Linked DNA regions of Sus scrofa: region 2 is linked to region 1. A link is a contact called in public Hi-C data. All regions are on one chromosome and are shown on one strand. The core of a region is the stretch at or near the end of the contact, and the rest is flanking DNA. Distances in the headings are between cores, read along the strand shown.

Region 1 (2,933 bases), core at 217-2,716:
TTTTTTTGCTACTGGATTTTTATCACTGATTTCAGTGTCGTTGATTTTTGTTTTTCATCTTTAGTATTTCCTTTTTTCTTTATTATTTCTGCTTGCTTTGGGTTTACTTTACTCTTGTTTTCCCTTTTTCTTCAGGTGAGAGCTTAAATTGTGGATTTGAGAGCTTTCTAATTTTTGCCCTAATTTTTTCTAATGCTATAAATTTCCCTCCAAGCATGGGCTTAGCTGCATCCTACCAAATTTGATACTTTGTATTTTCACTTTCGGTTCAATACATTTTCCAATCTCTCTTGAGCAGCATGGAGATGAGCCTGGGAGCTCCTATACCACTTGGTGGGGCGCTTTCTCCAGTTCCCTCCTCTTCCCACCTCCCCTACCCAGAATCGCCTCTCCACCTCCCATGGCCGGAGAGCCTGGGCTCTGATTCCTTGCCCTGCGAGCTCTTCCTGCCCCATCTGCCGCCAGGACCAAGTGGCAAGAGGGCTGAGTGAGGGAGATGCTTTGGGGAGGCCCCCACGTTCTTGGAACCGCCGTTTTTCTGCTTAGAGGGAAGTTTTTCCATCTTTGTGGTTCTAAGTGCCTGCTTCCCCCCCCCCCCCACCCCCACCCCCGCTGCAGACTGCTTGGCGGCTGTGATAGGAGACAGTAGGAAAAACTTACCAAGGGGAGATAACCCAGGCTGTCCCCCACTCTGACTCTCAGACTCCCTGTGGTGTTGCTCAGAGTGGAAACAGAGGGGTTCCCTTGGAGCCCTCTCTGCCCCGCCAGGTGGGGGTTCCCTTCCAGCTGCCTGTGAGCTCAGGCCAGGACCTCCGGGGACAGCCAGGGAGACCCGCCACCTGGCCAGGAGGCTTTGCCTTCTGACTCCTCCAGCCTGTCTGCCTGCATGTACTTCTGGGTTGATTTCACGGGAGAGCCGGGAAGGACAGTGCCGGTCCATCTTGTCAGAACCAGGCATCCACGGTTTCGTCTTTGATAACAATCATCTACGTGGGAGCCCGAGGCAGCCGGGGGTGGGCGTCAGACACTCGGTGCCTCCTGGCATCACAGGGACCCGGAGGTCATCAGTTGGAAGCTTCGAGACCGCTTTCCTCTGCAGTGGTGTGAGGTCCACTCTGATTTGGCCTCCCTGGGTGTGCGCGCCCATCTCCATCCCACGTTTGCGTGTTGAGCTGAATCTGCTGCTCTCCTTCGGAAGAGTGGAGCTGACCAAGGAGCTGGCCGAGTCTCTCAGGTCACAAATGGACAAATGGAGGCACAGAGAAGCCACGTGCGGCAGAATGAGGGTGCCGCCTGGTCTCCTGCCTCTTGGGGCCAGGCTGTGGCAGCGCTGGAGGGTGCTTGGGGTCGCGGCTAACAGATCGTGACTCATTTAGGGAACATGACTCATCTTGGGTCGAGTGCACACGGCCAAGAGTCTGTATTTGAAATAGGGCTCGTGAGAACTACCGCTTCTAAGCCCTTAATGCACCCGGGCCATTATGTACTTCACTTACTAAGCCCTTTGTAATCCTCTCATTTATCTCCATGGCAGCCTGTGAGGTAGATCACGCTTACTCTCCTCATGATGTGGGGAGTAAGGCCCAGAGAAGGCAAGTGACTTTCCCCGGGGCACACAGCAAGGAAGTGCTGTGGCAGGGATTGAAACGCAGACCCATTTTTATGGTTCCTCTTAGCCAGGATACACTGAAAAATAAAATTCCAAAGGCAGCAGCTTCTACGTGAACACAGGGGGCAGGCTGGCTCTTCTTTCGAGGATGGACTTCGGGAATGTCAGCCTTCTGCCGATCACAACTTCCTGATGCCTAACCAGCAGGTCAGCCCGAGTCAGCAAACCTTCTTCCCAGAAGCCTCGTAAAGAGGCCGGATCATTAACCTCTCGTTACTGGTGGGAAGTGTTAGTAAAAGACGAGTTACCCTTGAAACGTTTGTACTTGCTGGCGTTTTGTTTTGATTAAAAATTCCGGGAAGCCTAGGCGTCTTCCTGCGTAGAGAGCCACTTCCCGCCAGAGCTGGCTGCTTCTGCAGGTCCTGCCACTCATGGGAGCTTCGTAACTGTCCCTTCTGCTGACCTGTGCCATCCCGGCCCCCGAGGGACTGAGTCAGAGAGGGCCGAGCCCCCGCCCTTCTTGCCGGGACCTGGGGGCCCGACTCCGGATCATTTTGGTAAACTTCACAAACAGCCCACCAGGGGGCCACCGCAGGACCCCATCGGGCCAGCAGCACTTCATCCCTGCCGTCCCTGCACAGACGGACCGGGTGGCTGAGGTGGACCTGGTGGCTTGTTCTCAGTTAATAGAAAAGTAGCAACATGTGGGTTCAATCCTGGGCCTCGCTCAGTGGGTTAAGGATCCTGCGTTGCCCTGAGGTGGCTCGGATCCCGCGTTGCTGTGGCTGTGGTGTAGGCCGGCAGCGGTAGCTCCGATTGGACCCTTAGCCTGGGACCCTCCATGTGCTGCAGGGATGGCCCTAAAATGTATGTGTGTGTATATACACACACACACACACCCTCACGCACACATAGACACACACACGCATATGTGTATATGTTTGTGTATATACATACACACACACACGTATGTTTAGGTTGTACTTTTGATACTTTTTCTCTGTTTTTGCTTAATATGTTTTAGGAGTTTTCCCCCAGCCTCTGGAAAACACCAGCCTTTTCAGCAGTTGTTCGGGGGGTTTCAGTGTCCATCTTTAACTGGTCGCAACCTACTTAATCTTGAATGACTCCAGGAAAACGCAGGACCCTTGCAACCGTGTGTTTTCATGTGCCCTCCCCCACACTAAATGCTACCGTAAAGCACACATACAATTTCTACACACGTTGTAAACCAGCGACTCACTGTCAGAGCATGTGCTTTCGTCTGCTTTGTCAATTTGGTCTTTTATGGATCATGCTTTTGATATTGTGTCGAAGAAATCAT
Region 2 (2,933 bases), core at 127-2,626, 130 kb before region 1:
TTCCACACACCCCAGGGAAGGGCCCAAAGTTTACAGATCTTAAGCATTTTGCTGGACGATTTCTTAAATAGGTACACACCTGTGTGACCACCTCCCAGATAAAAATATGGAACATTTCCAACCCCACCCGAACCCACCCCCACCTTCCGCATGCCCGCTCCCAGGGAGCGGCTACCCACCCCCAAGCGTGACCACTTTTCACACTTTTCACACCACAGATTAGCTTTGCCTTTTCTATCATTTCATATAAATGGGATCACACGGGGTGTACTCTTTCATACTTGGCTCTACAAATAAGCACATATCACCAGCACAAGGACAATGATTGTGGGGGGCGGGGGCCGCTGAGAGTTTCCTTCTCCTGCAATAAACTCCAGGATTGTTTTTATTTGGGCTTGCTGACCTAAGAAAGGGTAAAGTGGAGAGGGCTGGAGTTTGAAACCGCGTGAGCTGGTGCTGGAAAACTAGTGACTCACAGGGGGTAAAGGAGCCGTCGTGCCTAGAAAGGGTACTGTGTGGTCACCTCCGACGGCTCCGGATGCCCAGACGGGAGAGGTTTTTATGAGGCTTTAAAACGCTCTTATCTGGTTCCACTAAGCCAGGGGCGCCTTTGGCCTCTGCCGCTTCTCCCTGGCATTGACAGTTTCTCCAAAGATGGGGAACTCCCCTAGAAGGCGCTTCTCCCTACCTGTGCATTGTTGGATGAAGTCCTGATATTCCGCTCCCTGCTCGCCGGGGACGATGGTGGAGCCGTCGTATTTAAAAGTCACCCTTTGGATTGGGAGAAGAGAAAAACACACACACACACATCAACGTTGGTAGCGGCATGGTGCCGAGCTTCCAGCAGGACAATCTAAAAGATGCTCTGGCTAGGGAGAAGCCAGCGCTGGCTTTCCACGCTGTCCTGGGTTAAGGCTGCGGGAAGACAGCACGGGATGACCCTTAATCCGTCCGGTCTGGAAGACGGCTCAGTGCCCCCGGCCCCTCGCGAGCTCGGGGAGCGGGGCTTGGAGAGCAATGGAAAGTTCCTCACCAGATGACGGCCGAGCTGTCGTCGCGCACCAGGTTATACGCCGTCCGGCAAGCCTCTTTGTCGATCTTGGTGGCCATCGCCGAGGGGCTGCAACGGGGACACGCTGCCCTGAACGAGCGATAAGCGCACTCTGTGCCGGCTGCAAGGAGCGGAGCGGTGCGTGGACGCGCCAAGGGTGTGCGGGTGGCGGTGGCAGCGGCGGCGGCGACAGAGGCGCAGGGCGAAGCGAGCTGCGAGCTCCGAGCTCCGAGCTCCGAGCGCGGCGGTGGCACGGAGTGCGCAGGGAACGCGGGCCAGATGCAGGCCGCGCCGCCCCGCCCCCTCCGGCCATTGGCCTCCTGGGACGCATCTCGCCCGGCCCCCTCTCGCTATTGGCCGTAGGGCCCCGGGGGCGGGGCGTCTTTACTCGCCGGCGGCCAATCCCGGCCCGGGTGGGTTGCGCAACTCTGCGGTGGGGGCTGGAGAAGGGGCTTTTTCCTCCCTCCTCCCCCTCCCCTTCCCCTCCCTGTCTCCGTCTTCTCTCTCTTCCTGAACCCTCTCCTCCTTCCCCTACTCCCCCAACTCCTTCCCAAGCCCTCCCCCATCTTCTCCCGCAGCCCTCTTTCTCCTTTCCCTTCCTCCCCCTCTCCCCCACCAAAGGCCTCGTTCCTCCCAGTTCTCCCCTTCTCCCTACCGTCTATTCCCACCTCTCCTCCTGGCCCTTCTCTCCTCCTCCAGCCCCCCTCCTCCTTATCCCCCCGCCGCAACAACCCTTTCTGCCTCCTCTATTCCCCCCTCCTCCCTTCCCTCTCCCACCTTGCATCCCCCTCCAACCTCCCTCCCTCCATCGCTCTCCTCCCCGCCCCCCACACACACCCTGCCTGCTGGGCTACAGAGCTCCACAGGGGACCTCCAAGGGGGTGACTTCACGCATCCAACCCTAGGAGACTGCTCCTACCCCCAGGGTTTGGCTCCGCGGTTTCTAGGTAGGAAGGAATTGGAGAGAATTAAGCATCTTAAACAGGAGGGGATAGAAAGATGGACTGCTTCCAAAACGCTGGTGGGATCACTGTTTACTTTGTGTGCTGGTTATTTGCATTCACCTCTTATCTCCCCTGTGGGTGCAGGAGCTGACTCATTCTGCCTTCTTCCTTCCCTCACTGACTCACTCATTCATTCCCTCTTGCAGTCACGCCATAAAGACCAGTTATAGGGTCGAGGCAGGTAAAAAAGCCCGCCTCTTAAACTGCATCCACCACTGCCTCTTTTTAACACTGGGCCCTTGGACAAGCCTGTGAACTGCCTGATTACTCTCCTCCAATGGAATAATACTACTAATATCATAGGTTTGTTTTATGGTTTAGTGGAAGGGATATTTGTAAACAAACATATTGGACATTCAACAAAAGGTCACCATTGTTGGTTATTCATTAAAGTAATTCCTAGATAGAAACCCAGAAGGTCAGGGACAACATCTAACTAATAAAACTCTCAATGGCAGGAGTTCCCGTGGTGGCGCAGTGGTTAACGAATCCGACTAGGAACCATGAGGTTGCAGGTTCGATCCCTGCCCTTGCTCAGTGGGTTAAGATCCGGCGTTGCTGTGAGCTGTGGTGTAGGTTGCAGACGCGGCTCGGATCTGGCGTTGCTGTGGCTCTGGCGTAGGCCGGCAGCTACAGCTCCGATTGGACCCCTAGCCTGGGAACCTCCATATGCCGTGGGAGCGGCCCAAGAAATAGCAAAAAGACAAAAAAAAAAAAAAAAAACTCTCGATGGCAAACAAAAATCAAGCAGGCAGAGTTCCCTTGTGACACAGCGGGCTAAGGATCCATAATTGTCACAACAGTGGCTCCGGTCACCGCTGTGGCGAGGATTCAATCCCTAGCCCAGAAACTTCCACATGTCTCAGGCACAGCCAAAG

Evidence for each region. Hi-C and Micro-C count contacts between places; a contact is called where the count stands out from the background.
Region 2: a Hi-C map of embryonic fibroblasts shows a contact between it and region 1, with 3 times the contacts expected there. The contact joins the promoter of COTL1 here to the enhancer-like site in region 1. A contact is called at or near these places in 4 of 5 promoter capture datasets (fetal liver, fetal skeletal muscle and liver) and 16 of 47 Hi-C or Micro-C datasets (alveolar macrophages, blood, embryonic fibroblasts and 10 more).

The regions. Positions count from the first base shown.
Region 1 is chr6:3,963,639-3,966,571 of Sscrofa11.1, reverse strand. No RefSeq gene overlaps it. Among named protein-coding and RNA genes, the nearest start is that of CRISPLD2, 21 kb to the right of the region's middle. Within about 2 kb of position 1,466, at least 9 of the 83 cell types and tissues checked have an H3K27ac peak or open chromatin away from gene starts, as enhancers often do. A contact at or near this core is called in embryonic fibroblasts, where this site is marked.
Region 2 is chr6:4,097,784-4,100,716 of Sscrofa11.1, reverse strand. It overlaps COTL1 (coactosin-like protein), which reads right to left and starts at 1,376. Exons shown (of 4, transcript XM_003361733.4): 1 at 1,034-1,376; 2 at 689-771. The coding sequence starts at 1,110.